4 separate regions of the Mus musculus genome follow, and all the other regions are linked to region 4. A link is a contact called in public HiChIP or PLAC-seq data. All regions are on one chromosome and are shown on one strand. The core of a region is the stretch at or near the end of the contact, and the rest is flanking DNA. Distances in the headings are between cores, read along the strand shown.

The links. HiChIP or PLAC-seq counts read pairs in DNA pulled down with a chosen protein or histone mark.
Region 1: a CTCF HiChIP or PLAC-seq map of the NIH/3T3 cell line shows a contact between it and region 4, with 10 read pairs. The contact joins two enhancer-like sites. A contact is called at or near these places in 1 of 15 datasets of contacts at CTCF or cohesin (the NIH/3T3 cell line) and 2 of 484 Hi-C or Micro-C datasets (cerebral cortex and nephron progenitors).
Region 2: a CTCF HiChIP or PLAC-seq map of the NIH/3T3 cell line shows a contact between it and region 4, with 8 read pairs. The contact joins two enhancer-like sites. A contact is called at or near these places in 4 of 39 promoter capture datasets (the HPC-7 cell line, frontonasal cranial neural crest, maxillary cranial neural crest and 1 more), 1 of 15 datasets of contacts at CTCF or cohesin (the NIH/3T3 cell line) and 2 of 484 Hi-C or Micro-C datasets (the 3T3-L1 cell line and 3T3-L1-derived adipocytes).
Region 3: a CTCF HiChIP or PLAC-seq map of the NIH/3T3 cell line shows a contact between it and region 4, with 19 read pairs. The contact joins two enhancer-like sites. A contact is called at or near these places in 2 of 39 promoter capture datasets (maxillary cranial neural crest and second pharyngeal arch cranial neural crest), 2 of 15 datasets of contacts at CTCF or cohesin (both in the NIH/3T3 cell line), 13 of 484 Hi-C or Micro-C datasets (the 3T3-L1 cell line, 3T3-L1-derived adipocytes, the C2C12 cell line and 7 more) and 5 of 115 datasets of contacts at active chromatin or transcription factors (the NIH/3T3 cell line, embryonic fibroblasts, fibro-adipogenic progenitors and 2 more).

Annotation. Positions count from the first base shown.
Region 1 is chr1:163,250,552-163,257,090 of GRCm38.p6, reverse strand. The region is part of intron 3 of Prrx1 (paired related homeobox 1); the gene reads left to right. Among named protein-coding and RNA genes, the nearest start is that of Gm20471, 26 kb to the left of the region's middle. Within about 2 kb of position 4,145, at least 29 of the 459 cell types and tissues checked have an H3K27ac peak or open chromatin away from gene starts, as enhancers often do. A contact at or near this core is called in the NIH/3T3 cell line, where this site is marked.
Region 2 is chr1:163,510,064-163,516,225 of GRCm38.p6, reverse strand. No RefSeq gene overlaps it. Among named protein-coding and RNA genes, the nearest start is that of Gm39689, 66 kb to the left of the region's middle. Within about 2 kb of position 3,210, at least 16 of the 459 cell types and tissues checked have an H3K27ac peak or open chromatin away from gene starts, as enhancers often do. A contact at or near this core is called in the NIH/3T3 cell line, where this site is marked.
Region 3 is chr1:163,558,296-163,564,385 of GRCm38.p6, reverse strand. All of the region lies in intron 1 of Gm32333 (a long non-coding RNA gene), which reads left to right. Among named protein-coding and RNA genes, the nearest start is that of Gm39689, 18 kb to the left of the region's middle. Within about 2 kb of position 3,190, at least 61 of the 459 cell types and tissues checked have an H3K27ac peak or open chromatin away from gene starts, as enhancers often do. A contact at or near this core is called in 3T3-L1-derived adipocytes, the C2C12 cell line, the NIH/3T3 cell line and 5 more, where this site is marked.
Region 4 is chr1:163,380,376-163,386,690 of GRCm38.p6, reverse strand. It overlaps Gorab (golgin, RAB6-interacting), which reads left to right. Exons shown (of 5, transcript NM_178883.6): 5 at 1-1,788. The coding sequence ends at 438. Among named protein-coding and RNA genes, the nearest start is that of Gm24940, 19 kb to the left of the region's middle. Within about 2 kb of position 3,505, at least 114 of the 459 cell types and tissues checked have an H3K27ac peak or open chromatin away from gene starts, as enhancers often do. A contact at or near this core is called in 3T3-L1-derived adipocytes, the C2C12 cell line, the NIH/3T3 cell line and 5 more, where this site is marked.

The sequences.
Region 1 (6,539 bases), core at 2,896-5,395, 130 kb after region 4:
CTCTCTCTCTCTCTCTCTCTCTCTCTCTCTCTCTCTCTCTCTCTCTCTCTCTCTCTCCTGTGATATGCTTTAAATAGAAAAGAAGAATACACTAAACTTTTATATTAAGAAGGAATCATTTACAGCTGGAAATAATAGATGACTATTTCAATCCCTATCTGGACACTTTCGCCCTCCATTCATGGTGCCTTTCAGAAATCACAGGTTGACATAAACGCACCTAGGATTCCTGGACTGAACCCGATCAGGCTAGTATGCCTTTCTTTAAACCTTGGAGAAACCCAAGTCAAGGCTATTATATATCCTGCCCAGAAGAACTATGTTCACATTCATTTTTCTATTGAATGACATCTGTGTATCTTTTTAAAGTTAATGCTTGACCCATGGAGGGATTTAAAACTGGTTACAGGGAATTGGGCCCAGATAAAGATGAGAAATGCCACATTTGTGAAACACAAGTGCTTTGACACACTTGATAGGTGCCACTAAATCCCAAAGCCTCATCTAAATGCTCTCTCAGGTCCAAGTAAGTTCTTCAGAGAAACGTCGTAGATGCATTTGGAAGTTTTCTACACACCCCTTGTGAACTTAGCCTGAAGCAGCTCTGATCTCAACGATAGGTATCTGTGTCTGTAAGAATGAGAGAAACCCATGTATGTTCTGGGTCTTCATTGGCCCAACCCTTGTGGCCATGTCTATGTTACCTACTTGATATTTAGATGCTTCTCCTGTAGAACTTACTAAAAACACATTTTGGAGACTGTTTGTGTATAGCATATTCTATAATATTTTAAGTAAGAGAAGGACTGTTTTCCCTACAACTATTGGTAGTCCATAGAGTCAGTGAACAGGAATATGGGTATAGTTCAGAGGTGGTGCATTAAGCTCTCTGGTTTGAATTTGCGTCTACCCGGGAAGTATTGCTCCTTTTTCTCCTTATGTCTTCTTTGGGATTTTTACCCCAAGCAATTAACCATCCAGATGGCTGCCATGTGGTCCCTACTCATGGAGCTGAACACAGCATACTGCACAAATGGAAATGAGATCCTTCCTGAACTAGCATCAAGTTAGGCAATCTGAACCAAAGAGACATGCCCCAGTGTGGGCATCTAGCAGAAACTAGTAACATGGGGGTTTGGTGTGCCTTTTGGGGAAATATTCTATTTTAATTGAAAAAAATATAGAAATTCTATTTTGAAAATCCACTCATAATCTCACCATCTTGACATTAGTTAGCTCATTTTATGATTAGAGTCCATTAGTTTATATAGGGATAGTCTTAGTGTATATATTATTTTGTATTATGCTCTTTTATCGTTTAAAACTGTGTAACTTAGTACTTTATACTAATTTCGTGGTATGCATTTATTTCTCTTATACACAATGTTTGTAAAAAAAGCCAATTGAAGCAATATAGAAGCTAATTGTTCATATTTTGTATGAAGAATAAAACTAATATCCAATATAAGTAAAAAAAGCAAAAGTTTAAGGCCACAATTTAATCAATGGTATGTTTCTTTGACCTATTGTTAACTGAAGTGTTTTTAATCTCATTAATTTCCAAAAGTGTCAAAGACTATTCTGTTACTTGGGGATGTTTCTGCTATGTTTAGAATCAAATATATTATGGTTTTACAGTTTGAAGCTTTCTAGGAAACATAACTGTTATTGAGGAAATATATATATATAAAAGCAAGAAATAATGAAAAGCAAAGGCGATGACAAACCTTGTTGTTTCTGTCAGTACCATCATGTCAAGCTAGTACCTCACATGAGATATTCATTAAAAGATCTTTCTCTTGGTCAACCTTTAGAGCACTCCTGTGTGATAGCTCTATTCTTGCTCTGGTTCAAAACAAGAGGAGACCAGACACTTCCCCCAAGTTTAAGTCTCCAGCAAGCAGAGTTGGAACAGTACTTTTGGGCCTGATTTCTACCCAAGTCACTGGGCTGCATGACCAGCCTATCCTATTCAAATTTAACATTGCATTGTATTGGAAAAGCCAAAATGTATAAGATTGGGAAACTATCTAAATTCTACCTCATGGCTCAAGCATTCTTTCTTGATCAGCAAAATTTGTCTAAAGCTGAGGTCTCTATCCTAGGGTGTGGCATCTTAAGGCAATGGCTTACATGGTTAGCTCATGAAACCAGGGACAGAGAGCAGACTCTTGTCAGAGAGAATGGTTTTCTGACTTCTATAGCTTGTCTCAGGAGAACAGGAAACCAAGTCATAAAAGCAGTTATTTGCCTATGGTCAGAATCATGGGCTGAAAAGTAACCTCTGTCCCCTTTGCTTTTGTTGGATGTCTTTGCTATTGAGTGGAAAGATCATATAACAGTTATATCATCTGGACTGGGAAGGTTTTGGAATGATACTAATGATTACATTAGGACGAAGGGTATAAACCAAGATTGTCTCAGGCAAACCAGGACATTTGGTTCACTCTAATTATAGCTCATCATGATGACATCACTCCTTCTCTTGAGCACATTAGATGATGACATCAGACAGGCAGCCAAGGTACTAGAGGAAGCAATGCACTTCTTAAAAAAAAAAAAAAAAAAAAAAAAAACCACTTTCCTGACAGAGGTTGTTATTATCTGTAGCTAATTGAGGCAACCATGTCTTTGGGACATAACCCCACTTCTTAGGTGAGAATCATTTTCTTTAAGTGATTTATGAGAATGGAAATGCACACCAACCCTAAAATGATCAAGACTCACTATCCGTACACTGTCATTGCCTCATGAGTAGTAAAAATCAACTAAATTTTATATAATTCTTTGAGATGAAGTTGCCAAGACACTTTTCCCTGGACATCGTAGTTCCTACAAGAGGTAGACAGTGAATGGCTTGGCTCTGTAGTACTGGTCAGGAGTGCCAATTGTAGAGGGAGGGCTGGACTTGCATAGTGGCAAGGGAAAGAGGCTGATTCCTCTTGTACAGTGCCCCTCCCCTCTGGTGGTCTTGGTCATGGTGCTGCTGACATCTGCTCAACGCATTTGGCTCATTTCTCCCTTTCACACTTTCAAAAATAGATCTTCGTCCCTCCCAAGATGTTGTTTACACGAGGGGCTTCATAACGGATTCTAACGGAAGACACTGAAAAGGTAACTTGTCAGATGGGCAGGAGGGTGGCTTCTGGGGTAGGGCTTAAGGGTGAATTAGGGTTTTCGTTCTTGTTTTTTTGTTGTTTTTTTAAAGAAACTGAGGAAAGGCATCCTAGAAATGTAAGCAGTGGAGGTCTCCATATGGGGAATTAGAAGTCAAGAATGTAAAAAAGCCTGCCCAACTGAGGGAGTGTAAGAGTTGGTAAAACAGCCTCCCTCAGACACAGCTACATTCAGGGATCACTGGGCTGAGCCTATGAAGACTCTGATCCAGTAAGTCTAGAGTGGAGTTGGAATTCTGCATCTCTCGGTTGCTCCACTGAAGTCATTCTCATGGGGATCCCATTTACAAACTTTGACTGGGGTGACTTCAGATATCAGAGTATGAGCCAGGGGTCTGACTATGTTATTATCCTGATTCTGTGGTTTCTCAGGCCAGTACCATAGTTGATTTATCTTGTAACTTAATATTTTAAAATAGAGCTAGGTATACCTTGCCTATTGTATGCCTCACAAGGGAGTTTGGAACCCAGGGATAAACAATGTAGTATGTATACTCAATACTGAGATCAGAGAAATGCAAAAGATCTGGTGGCAGTAGAGAGATATTTCTAGAAAGAAAAGTTAAACATTATAGAGGGATGGAACAGAACAAGCGATAGGAACCAAAGCCTTACCAATGAGAAGTGGTCCCATGTGTCCACTTCAAGAAAGCCAAGGCTACATTTTAAAACTCAGCTTCTGCATTTCAAGTAGAAGCAAGACATGATGATTTAAGTTGCACAGGCATGCCTCCAAAGGCTTCATGGAATCTCTCTTTAGAAGTAAGTTTTCCTAGGATGACTGAAAATTTTCTTAGATGACACACACATACCTCTATTGCTCTTGCCTTGACAAGACGACAAACCAAAGAGATGGCCTCTGACCTCTGTATTTCAGAATCCAGAAAACAGTGAAGCAGAGCCTGTGAGAGGCAGTCCTGAGGGGGTGGAAACCTGGATTCTAAGGACCATGCCCATGCTTCTCAGGCTGCCACAATCATGAGGATGCTTTAAGCTGCTTGTCATCCACAATCACGATGATGCCTTAAGCTGCTTGTCATCATTTATTCGAAAAGGCTGAACAAAAAATAGCATTAAAGATTGAGTCAGGCACTACGTTTTTCTCCCCAGTTGTTTTGTGATTTACAGGACTGACCCTATGGGTGATTAGAAAGCAAACCATTGAGAGTATTTGCTGTACTTCCTTGGTATTGGCGATCTTTCAGAGAAAGTTGAATTGGTCTTAAATGACTTGTCTCCGGAGGAAACAATCATCTAATCCTGCTGGTAGGGTTAGCACTCTGCTGGGTTGCATCTGCTTGGAATCTCCAAATAAGGAAGAGGGAGAACTTCATGCTTCCAGAAACGTGTCAGCTCTGCGAAGTCCCACTGCAGACTTGATGAGTCAGCAGATGGAAGACAAGCCTTTCGTTCACATCCCTAATGTGTCCATATGCTTTGTTTGGCAATGCAGCTTCTTGGTTACAAAGACCTTTGTTAAAAATTCAATAGAAATGGTACATTAGCCAATCTTTTAAACCTCAGTCCCAGGACTCAGCTCAGATGAGTTCCTGCATACAGGACTTGGATGTCTGTCTGTTCACCGGGCTCTTGGTGGTTGTCCTGTGTTTAGCTAATACACTTCACTAAGTACCTCTCTCTCTCTCTCTCTCTCTCTCTCTCTCTCTCTCTCTCTCTCTCTCTCTGTCTGTCTCTACTCTAGGAAGTTTCCTCTCACCCTCAACTCTAGGAAGTTTCATTCTGTGAAGCAACAAATAGTAATTTTACATTGACTGAATTGGCCCATGAATTGGTTGAAATCAATTAGTTACCTTTGTGGATGTCCTTCTGGTGGGAAGAGATTTTAGGATTCTTTTGTTTCCTAAAGCAGAAGTTTCCATGACCTAGAAAACAGGTGGTCATGAACAGTCTCTTGGATTGGCAGTCGTCCAAAGCTCTCCTGCATCTGTTGTCACTTAAGCAAGCAAGTCTTCCATATCCCAATGCCATGTTTAAAGCATGACTAAGCAACTCTTTAGACACCCAGTTAGTTACCCAGTAACACACCAGTAGTTAATTCTCTCTTTTCTGACTGGTAATGAGTCTTGTTTGTCATGGGTATGTCAAAAAGCTGCTGCTGGCTTGCCTATATTGCACATTTAGCTTGAGCTGTAAAGGTAGACCCATGCCAAACACCTGGAAGGAGGTATATAAAATGTCACTGAAAGTCTGACTTATGGGGCCATCTTAAATATTTATTAAGAGGTAGAGAATAGAGATGATGTCAGTTCTTTGTAACCTACATATTCAGCTACCGAATGCTATAATACATTAACACAATGGTTGGATGTTCATGACTTCCTTAAGCATCTATAAAGTGAAAGGGGTATTGCTTACCAAACCTCCCATGGAAGTGCAAACTTCACTTGTTAATGTAAACTGCTCTCCTAACTTCTGGCTTCATAACTTGAGGGACTCCATATAACATTGCCACCAAATCACTGCTAGAATGTTGCGGTCATCTCAGGAGTGCCACAGAATGTGGAAAGACACTGTTCTCTGCCATGCTTGTGCAGCCTGCCACTTGAATGCCTTGGTAAATATCCAATCTTCTCTGCAAGTACTACCCTAATTCTCATTCATTTGGTTTTGAGTGAGAAAATTGATCAATCCTTCTGACTATTCTGTCAACCTACTTAGACAGAAACACAGTATTTCTAAGAGATGTGTTACCATAGTAACTACCCCAGCTACAGCATCAGACAAGATAGATAGGAGACTATGAAGTAATTATAGCCAAAATGATGTACAGACAAAATGATGTATAGACAGAATTGATATCGATACTGTAGTAGACAATTTGGAAAGATAGTAACAACTTCAGAAAATGAACACATGCTCCCCAAAGTTCAAATCCCTCCTTCCAGTGAGGAAATGGAAGACTTTCAGTTATCAAAGAAAAGGTGGGTTTCTGTTAAGTAAGAGCCTGCTGCCCAGAATCTCAAAGAATGAGGACGCTCTCTTAGAAACCCGGGCCAAGTAAACACAAACTTACTCCATAACAAGCTATAGTTTACCACTGCCATTTTTTTCTTCTCTCATGATATTTAATAGCCTTGTATATTCAAAGGTCACTTAAATTTCTTCCCAGTATTTAACAAATAATACAGACATGTTCTAATGCCAACTTTTGCACCATTTGTTTAAAATGCTAATAGCCGTGGACCATATTTAGAACCTGATATTCTCACAGAGACTTGGTTTAGAAAGGCTAATTTTATTTTATAATAATCTGTGACTTTGGCACATTCTCCAAATCTGGTTCTCTCTTTTATTAGCCACTAAATTTTTGAATGTTTGGTATATCCTGGGAAGATGTGAACT
Region 2 (6,162 bases), core at 1,961-4,460, 130 kb before region 4:
CAACCAACCAAACAAACAAAATAAAAACAAACTAGTTATGGATGCACATGTCCTAATTTGAGTGCTGAAGGGCATGGACAGGCAGATCCTGGACAGCCAGCCGAGACCAAACAGCGAGTTTCAGATGCAAAATATTCTCTTCTTCAGAAAATAAGGTGGACAATAATATACCAGGACACCTGAATTCATCCCTTATCTCCTGTAAGCATGTGTACAGACATGTGCACACACTGGCATAACACACACACAAAGAAGTGGTGTTATTTTATGCTGTGGTAAGGATTATTTACCCTCTTACATACCTTTCATCTCCTGCTTTTGAACAGAAAAGATCTCTAAGATAGGCCTTCTTCATATTTACACCCCTGCCTCCATGAAGGCTTCCTTCCCCAAAACAACATCAAGTACAGAGGAGGCTTTCAGCCCATATTCCTGTACATCTAGTCATTTCAGCTCTGGGTGGGAGAGATTTCATTTGTTATCCTAGAAGAAGTAATGGCTTAAAGTCTCACAGAAATGTTTAACTTCTATAGTTGAGTTGAAACTGAAAATAATTAAGAGCCCAAACACAATCTTAAGCTAGATTGGAGTGGTTTAAGGAATGAAAACACACATTAGAAAGTTACATTCCTGATCACATCATGCATGCTTATAAGCACTGTGCCTAGATCATCCCACTGAAGGCAACTGCCTGTCAGTCACCGTACAGAGATCCTCTGAGGAAGTTTGTTAAAGCTCTCAAGTCCAGGAACTCCATTGCAGACTCTTCAGATTTTTTTTGAAACTCTCTGCAAGTGTGTCTTTCTAAGTTCCTAACGGGTTCCACATCACTTGAAGTTCACCAGCATCCCTTTCTAAATGCATAATGTCATCCCTTTCTAAATGCATAATGTTCAGCATGTTTGAAGAAAATCACTCCCCATGCACATGAGGGGGAAATAGTTGCCTTAAGAGACAAGATATTTATCTCAGTGATGTTGCTGCTTCCTGGTCCAAAAGTATTTTGGGAAGTGGTCCTTGTGTGCTGCTGCTGGGGCCTCTAGCACATTATTTGGTATTTGCTCAGTTGTGCAAAGCTTCACTTTGAGGGTGGATTTGTGTGTTAGCAGCTGTCACAACCACTTAGAAGCACTCCTGGTGACAGAGGCAAATGACCAAGCAGGGGAACGTGGTTTGGGGTCTTAAACAGAGTGTGATTATGAAAGGAATTAAGCTAGTTTTCTTGGATGCCTCTCAAAAGGATGAGTGAAGAATAATGAAACATATGGGCACTTTCACAAACATGGTATTTGGTCACAATAAAAATTATTAAAATCCTCTATTTGGCCCATGGAAACAAGTATTTTAAATTTTCTGTTTTCTAACATTCCTGAAAACATATTTACGTCTGGCTCTTGTACAAGAATCATGTATGCATGGACATTAATTCGACATGATGTCTCACACACATTTCATCCATACTGTTGACTTTTTAGAACAGACATTTTCAGGTGAAGATTATGAAGTTTTAAGGCTATTCAGTGAAGAGAGCTAGAGAGCTAGAGGCCAGACTAGAAGGGGCCTTGTAGACTGCATCCCCACATTTTGAATAACACTTTCTTTGGCTATTGTTGTTTCATCAGATATAAATCCATTGTTTAAAAAGCTTTGTCTTTGTACTAATTGCTGTTGCAACTCCAGGTTCCTGCTTTGGCATCAGATCCCTTTGGGTGTTGGAACCATGGTGGCTCCACCAGGCAGATATTTGAACATCTGAGTCCAGATGCACCTTTTCCTGGCACAGAGAAGAGAGCATGGACCAGTCATCACCAAGCCAGCTTGCCATTTGTCAGACTGAGGGATTAAGATCCTTTTGGGTTTCTAAACAAGATTATAAAAGTAGTGCCAGTGTTACAAAAATGATTTTAAAAATTCAATGATGTTTTCTCCTAATTAAAATGAATGCTAAGAGGCAGGAGAGGCTGCTAGGTAGTAAAGATCACTGGCTGCTCTCCCAGAGAGGACCCAGGTTCCAATTCTTGCACTGTCATGGCTGCTAACCAGTTTATTCTAGTTTCTAGGGGATGGAATGTCTTTCTCTGGCCTCCACAGGCATTGTAGACTCATGGTGCACAGACTCACATGCAGGGAAACTCCAATACATACAGAATAAAAATAAACAAACAGTTTAAAATTAATTTAAAGAAGTATGTGTATGTGTGTGAGTATGTGTATTTGTGGTTGTCTGTGTTGGGGTGTGCTAACGGTGGCCTGAAGTTGATCTTCAGTATCTTTCTTCATTGCTCACTTCATTTATGAAAGCACAGTCTTATCCTAAATACAGATTTAAGCTTGCTTGCTTGCTAGCCAGCTTTCCTGTGGGTTTCCTGTCTACCTCCCCAGTGCTGGGATTGCAAGCATCCTGCAGCTTGCCCAACTTTTTACATGGTTCCTGGAGACCCAAATTCAGGACCCTACCACTTGTGTAGCAGATCTTTCTCCATTCAGTCGTCATCCCAAGCCCAATTCTGTAACCATTACTAGAAGTAACATAAATTTTCCAAGCCTTAAATTTATCCTCTATAAAGTGATTGTAATATTGAGATTGGTGACAAGGTCATTATTTCCATTATCATTGTGTGGAATGATAAAAATGTCAGCTACTGTTACTGTAATATAAAACAGTGAAGTTAAAATTGATATATGTGTTAGAATAATAGCAGCTATAATAGTATTTTCTTTTTTAACTGACTGATGAGGATGTCTTTAATCACAGCATACAGGAAGATTATAAATTCAATACCATGTTCTTGTCTCAAAAAACAAAACAAAACAAAACAAAACAAAACACAAAAAAAATCCCCCAAAACAAAACAGACAACACAGCCTTAATCTTAGTATTCAGAAAGCAAAGGAATTTGAATCTCTGTGAGTTCGAGGTCAATTTGTTCTACATAGTGAGACTCTATCTCAAAAAAAACCAAAGAACCAAATAAATAAATAAATAAATTACAAAACAAACAAACAAAACACCTTATTGATGAGATGGGAAGATCCTTTAACTAATAATCTGACTCTGCACAGACAAGCAGAGTAGGCAAACTGACAAATTCTCAGTTTCTGAGTAATCACTAACATATTCTTTTAGTTTAAATAAACATTATTAAGAGCATGGGTCACTGTACTGAGTCCAACTTTCTGATTAAAATTTGCTCATACACTAGAAAGTCAGACTTGCTAAGACTTTAGTCAGAACTTTCCCACTAGGGAAAAAACAGTCAAGTAATTAAAGTCTAACCTTATGTGTTAAACAATATTTGCAAGAGTCAAGGATTGCTCATTGTATTCAGAACTAATAAAAATAACCCAGGATACAGAAAGATAACACAGGCATTCTGTATTCTAAGCCAGGGACACTTTTTAAACTCCAAATTTGAAGGTCAAATATAGTTTAGTAAGCTTCTTGTTTCAGTTTTGTTTTTTTTTCTATTCTTTTTCCTTTCTCTTTTGCTTGCTTGCTTGCTTTCTTCCTTCCTTCCTTCCTTCCTTCCTTCCTTCCTTCCTTCCTTCCTTCCTTCCTTTCTCCTTCCTTCCTTCCCTTCCTCCCTCCCTCCTTCCCTCCTTTTTTCTTTCCCTTCCTCCCTGCCTTTCTCCCTCCCTCCCCCTCTCTCTCTTTCTTTCTCTCTCTCTTTCTTTCTTTCTTTCTTTCTTTCTTTCTTTCTTTCTTTCTTTCTTTCTTCCTTCCTTCCTTCCTTCCTTCCTTCCTCCTCCTTTCATTCCTTTTCCCTGTCATCCCTTTATCCTTATCTTCTTCTCTCTGTTTTTTAAACCTGCATATTTCTTGGCTCTTACTATATAAAGCATAGAAAAAATAAGACCAAAAAAACCTAACTGCCAAACTATTCTGAATTAGGTGACTCTCAAGGGTACTTCTTGTCACACAGGAAGTACCAGAGATTTCATGAAATATCCAATACTAATTGTATTTTGCAGACTCTAGAGATTTGCATCTGGATACACATCTGCATTTTCTGGGTGCTGGGCCAAACTGAAACGCTCACTGTATCCATTGCTAATAAACATGTCATCAGATCCTTTGCTCTCACATCTGTTGTGAAAAATGTTATCTTTCCTGGAGTGTATTTATTTTGTCTTTAATAGCAGCTTTCATAGGTTTCAAAATAAAGATTTGCCTTCACTTAAATTCAATAGCATATGCAGGAAAGTGTCTCACAAGAGTGATGAGATAAATTAAAGATGCAGATTGTATCTGAGGTCTTAGGAAATCAGTATAAGGAAAACCAATGACTCTTAGAGAAGCCGTGCCTCTTGTCTCAGCCATTGCCCTTGGAACAACTTGCTTCTTCAAGACAGCCTATGCATCATAGGAATTCAACGGGATGCTTTAAAAATCTATTCTCAATTGTTTCATTACTAAGGCTGTCTTCAGTCAAGCCAATAACTTCCTCTCTCAGGACACCAGGCTCACAGCACACTCCCTTCTGGTTGGGTATTGCCCAGTATACAGGTCCTACCTGGTTCTCATTGATATTTGGGCTCTTAGAAAATTAACTGAGACTTTGCTCAGTAAAATGATTTACAACTATATTTATATATTATCATATAAATGGCAACTACCATTCCGGTCCTGTGAAATTATTTCATAGTCAAGAACATTGATTTCAAAGAAGCATCTATTCTTGCCTCTCCATGTCCGTACTCTCCCTCACTAAAACTCAAACATCTCAAACTATTTAACCCACAAAAAAAAATGTAATTTCTATCTCACACAGGATACAACTTGTTTGTTCAAGACATCCCATGCACCACAGGAATTCAACAGAATGTTTTTAAAATTGCATATAGAGAATATGCATATTAAGACTCACTGTTGTGTAGTTGTGGTAGTTTGGATAAGAATAGCCCCATAGGCTTATATATTTGAATGTTTAGTCACCAGGGAGTGGTACTATTTGAAAAAAAAAAATGATTAAGAGGTGTGGCCTCTTTGGAGGAAGTGTGTCACTGGCAGTGACCTTTGAGATTTCAAAAGCCCATACCAGGCACAGTCTCTCTCTCTGTCTCTCTGTTTCTATGTGTCTGTGTCTCTGTGTCTCTCTCTCTCTGTCTCCCTCTCTCTGTCTCCCTCTCTCTGTCTCCCTCTCTGACCATGGATCAGGATGTAGCTCTCAGCTACTGCTCTAAGCATCATACCTGCTTGCTGGCTGCTATGATCATGGACTAAAGCTCTGAAACTGTAAGCAGGGCTCTAATTCAATGCTTTCTTTTATAAGTGTTGCCTTGGTCATGGTGTCTCCTCACAACAGTAGAACAGTAACTAAGACAGAAGTTAAAGAAGCAAGTGTACGCAATTGTGATTGGAATGGTCAAGGGTATACATGCATCGTCTTCAGACACTTTCGATATTATGAGTGTTTTAAACTTGCATTCGACCCTCTGACATCTAAAGCTCCCTTCTGCCTAACTTTCCAGTAGCCACTCTGTTATCATCAAGGAGGGGATGAAACAAATCCCCTTGTTCTGTATCCCTGACCCTTCGCCACCCAAACCAAAACAGCAATCTGTACAAGGTGCTTCTCTCTCTGGAAGGCAGTGATGGGGGAAGCATTGGTGATTTTCAAGGGCAAAACTAAATTTTGGGAGGACTAAACTGTTCCTTATTTTGTAATATTTATCTTCCTTAACTCTTCACTATTCTGAGGCCAGATACTTTGCAGGCTGGGCTTCAGGCAATGAACTCTTGCTGTTTAACAGCAGGCTGGGTCAGAACAGAGGTGTGCTAAATAAACAGGTGATTAGTCTGGCCCTTTGTTCTTTTCTCTCAGTCCCCTTGCTGATCCAGCAAAAGGCTTGGAGTTCATTAACTCCTTAAGAGCCAGGTAAAGAATGTCATACATGCAGAAAGAAAATCTTTTTCTCAGGCAATACGCAAAGACACACATACATTTATACACGCACATTCTGGTCTCATCAACTTCACAAGTATTCATGCATACTTACATACACACACCTATACTCACATTTGCATGTTTATGCATATAAACAAACAGGCATATATACATTTGGATGGATGGGGCAGAGCCCCAGATGCCCCATTCTATTTCCTCTCTGGCTTTTTTTATACCTTCTTAGACAAAAGTTCTTTAGAAAATTAGCTCATAA
Region 3 (6,090 bases), core at 1,941-4,440, 180 kb before region 4:
AAAGGTTGGCTTAGGAGTCAGGAGAGTAGGTTCAGCCTTGACTAGTCTCTCTACCTCCTTGGTCGCTTGTCTTATTGATGGGAAACAGGATGCTGTTAGTTCTTAAATTTTTCCATGGTGAACTGGTATTGCAAAAGTGATTTGTTGATTGGGGATTTGTAGTATGTGGGTGTAACTCCAAGGGCTTGGGGGCTACAGTTCACCTTCTTGATTTTCTCCAGGAAGGCTCATGGTTGAAGATATCCATTCACTACACCACAAAACAGGGCTGAATGTGTAGGGCCTTGACCTCCTTCCTGTAGGCTCATGTTAACAATGAGTCAGTGAAAATATCTGTGGTTGCCTTGTCAGGACATCGTGTTCTATATGGGACAGTGAGTTTTCCATCCATCTTCCATTCCCAGCCTGAACACACAAGCAATCCCTGCACATTTCACATGAGTGTCTTGAAGGAATCCAGGGACATTTTTTCTTTATCCAGACTGAGATTTATTTTGGCAAGAGTTCTAAAGGCTGAAGTCTTGAGAGATTTGAGTTTTGTTAAATTATAGACATAATTTCAGTGAGGTTAAATAGCACAGGCAACAACTGGAGGGCCTTCCTCATCCTTCCTGCCCTTGGGACTCTAGTTCATCTTGCAAGGTCAGACTCTAGGGCTACCTTCTCAATGAAGCTTTCCCAAGTCATTGGATTGAAAGTGCCTTTGAATCTCCCTGAGGAGCTGTGGCCACAGAGCAAGCCAGGCAGATCTTTCTAGTGGGTAAACTTTAACAAGTTCACTAGCTTCTATAGCTGATCTCCTCAAATTGAAATACTGGTAATTCATCATAGACTTGAAATTTGCCAAAAAATTGCATTAAACATTTGCCCCACACAAAAATACGTCAACTAATAGATATATTGATAAACTAAATTTAAACATTCCACAGTGGGCATCAATATGAAAATATTATGGTGAAAGCTATCAATACCTACAATCTCGCCACTTTTTGAAGATTCATTTTTAATTACATGTGTATGGGGACAGGGCGGTAGTGGCAGTGCTTTGTGTATGAATACAGTGCCTATAGAGACCAGAAGAGGATGCTAGATCCCCTGGAGCTAGCCTTGCCAGCAGTTGTGAGCTACTTTACTCATGGTGGATGCTGGGAAGAGAAAAGATTCACTGTAAGAGCATAAAGTGCTCCTAAGCACTGATCTACTCCAGCCCCATCATTAAAATATTAAAGCAATAGTGGTAATAATAGGGGCTTACATTTGCTATGTGTTTATTGCCTTAACAACCATGAAAGATAAGACTGAATGTGAAATGATATGATGATTTATATCTCACTAAGTGATAAAGTTTTGAGAACACATGCATCGTGGCATGCATTGTGGCATACAAGCAGCAGTTGGTAAGTTCAGTATCCACCAGACTTAGAGAAACAGCTTGTTTGTTTAATTCTTACAATACTTTGTACATGTTGCCTCTGTGTGTGTGTGTGTGTGTGTGTGTGTGTGTGTGTGTTCATGTGTATGGTATTCATATGTGTCATAGGCTTGGGGTGTTCAGAGGACAACCTCAGGTATCATTCATCAGATACTTTTCAAGACAGAGTTCAAAAGAGAGAGAGATAGAAGGAGGGAAGGGAGACTATATTGCACTGGCCAACTTCTTTCTGTCTCCACATCTTTGACAACGAGATTACAATATTGCTCTACTGTGCCTGTATTTTTATTATTTCATTATTATTTACATGGGTACTGGGATCAAAATCAAGTCCTTGTGCTTACGAGGCATGTATTTTACCAACCGAGTATCTTCCCAGCTGCTGTGTGTTGCCTTCTGCTGTGATTTATGTTGTAAGATAACCCTGGTGAGATAATGCAGGGTTTGGCTTGTCTGGAGTGAGTCACATCTGGGGCCCTGCCCTTGAGAGCGTTATTTAATCTTTGAGCATTTCCTTCACTGGAAAGTGGAAGTAATAATGTTATTGTGAGGACTCATTGAACTGATAAATGAACATAATCCAAAATAATACTCTGGTGTGTGGTAGCTATGTTGATAATTCACCATGACTTAAAATTTTTATCACTTAGAGTTTGAAGTTTTCTTGTTCCTTTTTGGAGTTCAGTCTGTGGCCTTATCCTAATCTTGTGTGTTGCAAAACTTTTAAAAGTGAATCACAGGGCCACTTGCATTAGTGTTCTGACTGCTTGTCCAAAGGATCATTCCTGGCCAGTTGACCATGAGCTCCGGAAAACACTGGAGTTTTAAGACAATGAGAAGCACCAGATATCTGTTAATGAAATAAATAAACAGAGAGATATCAATCAACATGATGGAAAGAAAATATCAGCAGTAAGTTCAGCTTCAAAGGCCTCTAATCTTACTGGTCAGCAAAAGACTTTCATTGCCCAAATAGCTCTTGTCCAATTGATCCTTTAGTCCATGCCCTCAGACAACAAGACATAACATTTTGGACTTAACACTGTTTAATTAAAACTTCCTATGTTTTAAATCTTTGATTTTTTTGTGTCCTAGTTAAAACTTCAATGCTGAAGTGACTCTCTAGCTAGAGCCAGGTTTTGTCAACCTCTGAAATTCCTGGGAATGTTGGAGCCCAGCTGGGCACATAAGGGTCAGATCTGGCTGTAAGCATCACTTGAGGCCAACCTGAGACAACACTAGTGAAGGCGACTAGGAAACAAATATTGCTACAACTGATTTTTTAAGATGTCAAGAGAATTTAAATTGAGATAAAAATCTCTTTGTTCTTAGCATTCTCAGCATGAGAGGTGGCAGAGATCTTGAATCACAGGGACTATATGAATTGTACACACATATATTTTGCATTTATCCATGCCATTTTGTTTCGTTTTAAGGGCCATTTTAAAAAGTGTCCTTAAATAAAATATTATTTTCCTATAAATATGTCATAACAGCTCATCACAAGAACAGTATCCCTTTAAAAATAAAAGGGAGGGAAGGCACTGTAACGGTGTGGGCAGCACAGTTACAAATTGAATTCGCCTGGAGAGGTTGTTCTCCAGGTCAGAGGAATGTAAGCAACTCATTTCTAGTGAATGAAAAAGAAAGTCAACAGAAAGAGAGAATTCTTCTGCAACATAAAAGGAGAGGTTACAGTGCAAAACCCTGACTCCACCAGCGTCCATGGCATGTCTGGGTGAAGAGTCACACTCCCTGGGTAATTTCCATACCAAACATGCAACATTTTACAAGCCACAGCAAGGCTGGCAAGGGTAAGGCCAACCAACCAAGTGCAGGCCACTTTAAATTCTCCACCAGAAAATAGAGATGAGCACAGCTTCAAACTGAACGCTTTTTAAAAATAGAAAACCGCATATTTTACATTTCTGGTTGAATTAAATAATAAGGGGAGGAGAAACTGTTCACTGTACTGAATAGAATTGACCAGAAGGCAAAACTACAATGGTTTTTTTTGTTTTTGGTTTTTGGTTTTTTTTTTTAAATATCCAGAGCTAAAGTTCTTCCTCGGTCTCAGACTCTGAACTGTGGTGTGATTTTGACATTTTAGGCTTTAATTTCTTTGCTTTTAAATTGCAAAAGAGCTCAGGCCTGTTTTAAACAGTGGCTGTGAGGGTCACATGCTACAGTGACTTGGAAAACCTACTCAGAGCTAGTTATGCTCCAATACTTGCGCCAGCTTGGACACACAGGCTGTCACTTTTACTGGGATAAGTAACCCACGCTTATGACAATGATAATAACAGCAACAATAATAGTGAAAATATGGGAAATTAGGTTCTGTGGCGCTGGCAGAGAACTTAAAGCCAATATGGAAACCGAGGAATGTGTGAGTATTGCCAATTAAGCAGTAGGGAGTGTTTGATATCTGCTTGCTGGATATATCTTAAAGGAGATGGCACTTTGAGGCAAGTCTCATGTCAAGGAGAGGCTTCTGTGCCAGCAATAAATTAGAGTGCCATTACGCATTCAGATGCTAGAGCCAAAGACAACACATTTATCTGACTTCTTGTGTTAGGAATTAGGCTCGCGTGTTAACTCCTTTTTCTCCAAGGACTACAACACACCCAGTATGAAAATTTACATTTACACAGATGATACTGTGACAATAAGGGACCGGATGATGTTATTTTTCATTTACTGTTGGGTAAAGGAGGATCCAAAAAGCTAAACTTCTTTTTTTTTTTTTCTTCACAAATTCATACAACTGAACTGAATGCCCATTCTCTTAAGAGCCTTTCAGCTCTGCCCCTGTAAACCCACCTCCTTCACCTAGGCTTGAATGCACAGTAGCTGAGCTTCCTCCTCATTTCCTTTTCAAGAGTAATAATTCATACATTTAAACCAGACCCATGCTCTATTCTATCTCTGTCTCCCTGGGTGTGGGTTAGGGTGTTTTTCTTTTAGACTTCTAAGCAAATGTGTTGCAGGTGTGAGACGCATGCTGCGCAGTCCACTAGGCAGAGCCTTCAGGAGGCTCTGGGGAGCCACACCTTTGGGATTCTATTACAAGCAGGTGAACCAAGCTGTGATCAAATAGGAGATCTGAGGGAAAGGGGCCTGCGTTCCAGGAAGCAGCCTCAGTACCCAAGCAGGATGCCTCTCTGTGGGTGAAGGAAACTTGACCATCAGATCGATGGCTGTGCAGAGACCAAGCCCAGTCGGCGGGGATATTTTCTATATTAAGAATGCGTATTGGCATTTGAGGTGATGCACAACCAAGATGAAGCATTGAGGTTGAAGAATCATCTCGGTGGATTTTTGATAGAAAGACCATTTGTTTTAAATCACTGGACAAACAGAAAACCAGAGACTATAAGGAAATGATGATCCTCTATCAACAGAATATGTGGAACAGGACATACTAAGAAAAATAAGGTTTCCAGTTAGGGCTTTAGTCAAGTTGATCTTTTAAACATTACAAAACCTCTTGAAAATAGTATGCTAGGGAAGTGGAGAAAAATACAGCAAAGACTTCTATTAGAGAATGTCCATTACTCTGTTACACATAGTAATAAAATAACGGAGGCAAACTTAAGATTCAACAACATGAACATTTAAAATAGTTCAGTACGTAGTAATATAGTGAACTATTAGGCACACATTGAATAACAAATGTTTAAACAATATTAATGTCCTAAAATGTTTACAATATTGTGTTGTAAGAAAAAAAGGACGGGCATAAAATAGGTATATCATATGGATATAAAGCTATACATACAAATTTAATTATGAATAGAGAGAGATCAAAATTTGATATACCATAAAGGAAATTATACCCCATTTTCGGTGATACAGGTATGAGACCTTCCTATAGTCTACTTGCTTACATATTTTTAAATACTGTGCAAAACAATCTGCATCCTTTCAGTTATCTGATGGGATGTTGTTTGTAAAACGATGATGGTGCAACCCCACACAGAAAGATGGCCACCATGGCTGGAAGCCATTTCTCCCTCTTCTCACTAAAGCCTAATATGCAGAGTGCACCTGGACAGGGCAATTCTAAAGTGTCCGTATGCACCACCACCCCTGTGGCTACCTTGACTCAAACATACGTGGAATTCCCGGAGACCACACCATTCAGCTGGCCTCAGGAATGCACACGTCTGAACCATTTCCCTTCTGCCATGTGGGGAACATCCTTCCCATATATCCAGAGTTGTACGTAGTCCAAGGCCTGTCACTTCCAGTAAGTTAAAAAGAGAGAGAGAGAAGGAGTTACGTGATGGCATGTCTAGATGTGCAGATCCACCCTACGCCATCACTGCTCCCCGGCTCTCCTAAGGCACAAACCCCGTGACAACGTTTCTTTTTCCCAGTCAAAAATTTCATGTGTGTGTAAAAGGTATCTGTTTTGTCTGGCTTCCTTCCATGCTGCCCTTCCTCATTCAAATACATAGTAGAAAAAGAGAGCTATCAACCTTGCTTTACAACATTTTTACTCTATGGCTTGAGTTCGCTTTGTTGTTTTCTTCATCTTTGAATGTTCCCCTATAAAGAAGTGACCATTTGCACACACTAGAAGTGGGGAGGTGAATCACCACAACATTTTGGGAAAGGCACTTTCATCATAAAGGTTAAGCTTAACATCTCCA
Region 4 (6,315 bases), core at 2,256-4,755:
TTTGATAGAGCTGAAGCTGAGTACATTACAGCAAAGCTGGATTTACAGCGCAAAACCGAGACGAAAGAGCAGCTCACCGAACACCTCTGCACCATCATCCAGCAGAACGAGCTCCGAAAGGCCAAGAAGCTGGAGGAGCTGATGCAGCAGCTGGACGTGCAGGCTGATGAGGAGGCTTTGCAACTCGAGGTGGAGGTTGAACAGTTGCTTCGGGAACAGGAAGCAGAGGCAGCCAAACAAATGGCTTCTGTAGAGAGGCTGTGTCCGCCTGATGGCGAGAGTGTGTCTTCAGAACTGGCTGAAGAGAACAATGAGCCTCAAAAGCAAGCTCCTTCCCCAGAGACAGACAAGCCAGGCAAATGTTGCAGTAGCTCTCCCCATAGACTAGACTGCCCAGATCCAGGAGCCAAGAACTTTTCAGCTGCTGTGGCCACATGAGCGGCCAGTGTTTTTTCAGTTAATATCTCTGCGGTAAATTATAGCTTGTCTCTGATCAAACTTCTTTCAACTCATTTGTGTTTGAATCAATGCTTAGTGATAGTATGTTAGCATGTCAGATCATTCCAAAGTCAGAAGTAGTGACTGTTTCCTATCCAGGGAGTGTTGACCCCTCGAAGTTGGGGTTCCTTCAAGCCTTGTCACTGAGTTAGAATAGGTGACTCACAGGGTGGGAGTGCTCGGGGCCCTGGGTTTGACCTTCAACACTACAAGCACAGTGGTAGAAGAAAAACTACATGGCTTCTTAGCCCTTGGCCAAACTTAACTTGTGAGAGAACTGGGTTTGACCTTAAACACTACAAACCAAGCACAGTGGTAGAAGAAAAACTACATGACTTCTTAGTCCTTGGCCAAACTTAACTTGTGAGAGAACACTGAGACTTTGTGGCCTTCTATGTAGTCATTAAAAAGACAACAATTCTTATATACAGAGAGAAGGAGAGAAAAAACGGGTTAACTTACCTACCCGGATGCTACTAGAGTGAGTAGACACAAGTTGGAAGACAACCTAAGCCAACATTATTTTCCCTTTACTTTGTCAGTAAATGGTTTCTCGTTCCCACCTGAATTGTGGCTAGTTGATCCACATCCATAGATAAGCTGTGAATGTGTGGCTTTACCTTTACTTTCTTCTGTTTTCCTTAATGAGTGGACAGGGAAACTTTAGACAATGAAAATGTTTCTAAAGTGACTCTGAGAGTGGCAAGTCTCATTGATTATCCAACAATGATGTATTCTCTCGCTGAAGCTCTGTAATGTGGATATTTATATGTCAGGTATTGCTTCTTCTGTCATGAAGCATTGAAATCGTTAAAGCACTCATTTTCTAATTGCTTTCATAGTTTGTCAATCACCTGTTCCCAAAAACTTGACTGGTGCATTGTGCTAGATTTGAATGTGTATAAATGTCTTAGTTTTGCCACAAATATTACCTTAAATTATCGATTTCTCAGAAATCACAAAAAATGAAAAATGTGTTTCATTCATAAAAAAGGAGCTGTATTTTAAAGGAGATAAAGACAGCTGTTTCCATAATACATTGTAGAAACGTTAGGGATGTCCTATTTTTAGACTATTGTCTAAGACATCTTCTGATAGTAAGGATGCTTTGTATTTTTTTCTATGATCTGAGCCACAAGTATAATTGTCCATTACTGATTTCTAAACACAAGCATTTATTTCCATAGTGTTGTTTTTATTTATGAATGAGACGCATACAAATTTAAAACTTCATTGCCCAATACAGTCTTATTTTTCTAAGGAATAAACAAGTCTGATAAGTTTACAGTATGGTCTGTCATTTAATATGGTCTTTCACACCATTTAATCTGTGTTAAATAGCATGTGTATGGAATCCCAGAATCCCAGAGAATCCCAGAAGAATTGTACTGTCTACTGCACCTAGCAGAGTTCTGTACTTCTGTTACAGTTTCTGCCTATTTCAACCCATAAAATTCACCGCATCCATCTACTAACAATTTTGTTTTCTAACTAGTCCCTCCCCTCCCCGTGTGTGTGTGTGTGTGTGTGTGTGTGTGTGTGTGTGTGTTGATGCTTTCAAATGTGTGCTATGAAAGTTCCACTGAAGCCATTATTTTGACAAAGCATTGTCTCACCAGCTTTCCTCGGGTGGTATCTAAATGCTCAGGTGATGATATAAGTGACAGAATTATATTGCAACAGTTTTATACAAAGGCAGCTGCAGCCCATGTGTGTAAGGCTCCAGAGCAAATGGGTGAGAACTGGAGGGTCCTGATGTGAGGACCATGTGCACTGACTTCCCCAGGATAGCCCTGGAACACATCCTTTAAACTGTGCCTCGTCAGCTTCGGTCGATTAAAACAAGTCCATTTTTGTGAAGGGAATTAGGCCCAAATTACTAACCATCATCCTGCTTGTCCCTGTTAGCAGGTAGTGTTTACCAGAGAGTTGTAAACTGCACTTACTGAAGAGCACAATCCTGTTTTGAATTTGAATTTAAAGAGTTCTTTTAAAACTCGATTCCCTGTAACTGTTTCTGTTTGTTTGTCTGTTTTAAACGGGCTGTTTCTATGGGCTTCAGAGAAGCAGAGTTCCTGTAAGGATGGTTCTTGTGTTGAAAATAACCTTTTTTTTTTTTTTTTTTTTTCTCAAAAATTTCACCTCTGCATAATTTTGCTGAATTACAGTGCTTACAGGTGGCAAATCTGTTCTCAGGAGAGCACAGCTGATTTGCAAGTCATGATAAAGATCTCTGATTGCGATTAAGGGAGCAGACTTCATTGCTTGATGGGCATTTGACTTACAGAGTAGAAACTCAGCTCTAAAGCCCTCTTCTTTGTTTGGAGTTAGCAATGTAGTACTCTGCAGGAGCTTATCTAACTGCTCAGCCACTTCCTCTTTCATAGTATTGGCCCAGAACTGACTCAAGTTATTCTGACCCAGCCCATTCCCAGTGACCTTTAGAAATGATGTTTGAGGTTTTGTATTTCTAAGGAGCCAAGTCAGCATTTTAAAAAGCCCTGATAGATATAACTCAGTCTGCTAGCTGCGACCCGAGGCCAAGCTGGTCCAGGGTAATTATCCCTCCTCTCAGCATAGATCTACCCCAGGCCTGACTTGTGCTGTTCTCTGGAGAGATGGGGTGGAGTGTGCGGGGGCCCCAGGCTACCTTCACCGTAATGTTAGAGTACTTTTGCAAGATCCTAATCCCAAGCAGCTGTCTCCAAAATGCAATGTCATCTCTGCAGTGGATCAAGCAGCTGCATGTAACAACTCATACAGATGTGTATGGTCTGTGCCCCTCTTCACTAAGCTTATGGTCTAATTAACAGAATATGATTAACATCTTATACTCCGATGCACAGTATCTTTAAGGAAAGCAAAGTAAGTGGCTAGAATATTAAACATGGATAATTCTACTTTTAGATATTCCATCCAGTTGTTTGGGCGTTGTGACTAAGAACTACTACATTATTTTACTTGACTTTTACCACTAAAAACAAAATATCCATGTTAAACAATGAGTCAGATTGGAAGATTTTTTTTTTCAGTCTCGTTACCAAAGTAAGAGTACAAAGAAGTGGGGGTAGGTAGGTATCATGTATTGAAAGTTAGACAATCCACTAGGGTAGCCAGTACAAATCCTCATCAACTACTGGAAGAAATAAAGACACTGTTATGATAAAATGTTGAAGGTATCTTCCTGGAAGGGAAATAATAACAGGAGTGTAGGAGCTCAGTACAGTTGTCAAACCAAGGGGCAGTAATGGCGTAAGCCAGGACAAGCTAGCAAGGGGCAGTAATGGCGTAAGCCAGGACAAGCTAGCAAGGGGCAGTAATGGCGTAAGCCAGGACAAGCTAGCAAGGGGCAGTAATGGCGTAAGCCAGGACAAGCTAGCAAGGGGCAGTAATGGCGTAAGCCAGGACAAGCTAGCAAGGGGCAGTAATGGCGTAAGCCAGGACAAGCTAGCAATGGAACCATGAGAAGTGAAGGTGAGTCAACACTAGGCCTGTTGGGAGATCACGTCAGAAAGTTCTCTCCAAGCCAAATGACTCCAGGAACCTAAAATAGACACAGAATTAAGCAATAAGATGTGACAGGGGTAACATTGCTCAGAGATTGTAGGATGCCTAAGGGGTACGTCACTAGGCCAAAGGTTCATCCTATAAGGGATGAAATGATCTTTTGAGGTCTGGTGCCATTACAAGGAGAAGAAGGAAATGAGTAACCGGAGTTAGAAAAGTCATTCTGTGAGCTTCAGAGATTGGGTAATAAGGCCATGTGTACAGTCCGTGTGGCTGTTGGTTTCATCCAGCTTTCTGAGGCTACACCAGAGGCTTCGCTTAGAAACTTATTTACTTAGCCAAGCAAAGACAAAGCAATTCAGTCGCAAACTTGAAAATCTATACAGTCTGTCAGGTTTATGATTCGTTGTTAGGGCTTGGGCTTTATTGCTGGGAGGTGCTGAGGAACACACGAGTCATTTTCCATATGTTGGCTTGCTTACTTCATGTCCCTCCAATCAGATGGGGCCTTAGTGCCACCGAGATCTGCTTTAGACTAAGACTAAGCTTTCTCTGCCCTACCTCTGTGCTACCCAGAGAAGACAGGAAGGCCCCTGGATCAAGTGGCTAACCAAACTCGCCCCCCCCCCCATGTTGGGGACAGGTCTGTCCAAGGTAAGAGGTGAGATACTCAGTAACTGTAAGGTGGAGAAAGAAAGTTCCAACTGAAGGGAGCTCTGGAATGTCTTCAGATGGAAGCTGGAAGCTGACAATTCTTCTCCCACAGTCCTGAGTCCTCCCAGTTCAGAAGATGATAAAAGTGTGGCTGAAATGAGTTTCTGTGTGCCTTAATGTCTTGAGGTCCAGGGCAAAGCCATGTCCTAAACCTGTCAGAGCAAGCAGTGGCTTTTCTGGGCTCAGAGCCTTTTCAGGTGACGGGTTTTCACTTTTAAAATCAGTTTGTAGGAAAAGAACGGAGGGCAATGTAGGGAAATCCAAATGTCCCATCTAAGGCTTCAGTGACGTGGGTTGGGAGAGTGGTGAGGGAGAGGGATGTTTGGACAGTCCCACCAGGTAGCTCTGGCTGGCCTAAAACTTGCTTCCTCTACCAGGCTAGCCATGAATTTGGTCTGCCTGCCTCAACCTTCCAATCACTGGGATTCCAAGCAAGAGCCAGCACACTGGGCCACTCTTCTGGAATTTTAATCTATGACATAAGCTAGCAGTAGACAGGTGAACAGGAAATACAAAATCTACCAACATGTAGACATACAGGAGATAGCGTGACACCCAAGAGGACAGGTAGTTGATGGTGGGGTACTTTTACAGAGAAGGGAGAGTGGAGTGTAGGTAATTTCAGAAGGCAAGCAAATCATTTTGTAAAACTAATAGAAGAGCCAACAATGGCTTGGAAAGAGGCTCCTCTGTATTCTACATGATGTTAGACTTTCATTCTTCCTGTAATATGAAGTTGGCAATGAAATTCTAGAAAGGACATTACAGCCATTTGTGTTCCTCTTTGGATGGAATTTGATCGGGTAGATAAGAAGGAAAAAAGCCTCTCCCAGTGCTTGATAGAGGAGGTAAATAAAGAGGCAGACTAGAAGCTTTGACTCTGAGGCAGCTTGTAGGGGTCCAGAGCTTGTCAAGACATCAAATTTCTGTGACCCTGTTCTTGAAGAAACTTTGAAATCAAGGGTCACTCCATCGTATCTGGAGAAGTATTTGGTGCAGATAGACTTGCAGGTTCAACAAGCTCAAATGACTGCTCCAAGTGAATTCAAGCTGCTTTGACAGAATTGCATTGGTTTTGAGCCAGGATCTTGCTGGGTATCCCAAGCTTTCCTAGGATTCTCCCAATTTCACCAGTTTTGAACTTAGGTTGTCCCCCAGCTCCAGCCTGATTGTTATCTGCCCAGGCTAGTATCTGAAACCACCAGTCCCTGTTACCCAATCCTTGGGAATACTGTTATCATACTTGCCATAACTGTGGCATTCCTCCAGCTCTGCTGTCTGTTAGCCACCCCTATATCCGAGGGTCATAGAGAATTTTAGGCTTAGCTCCCTCACCCCCCCCCCCCCACCCAAGGTCACCTCAGCCCTTTTAGTCTGTATATACTAGGCAGTTTCTCTGGCCATAATACCTACTACAACGATTTCTAAGACTTGCTACCTTCTGGAACCCAACTAAGAAATACACTAAGAAATAATTGACTTAATACTTTAAAACCCAATACTCCAAAGCCTAGGAAGAGGAAGGGTAAAAGAGCCCTGGAGATCCCTGGAGACCACATGGCTTCTAACCCTCTGGCTTTGCCTTAAAATTGCCTC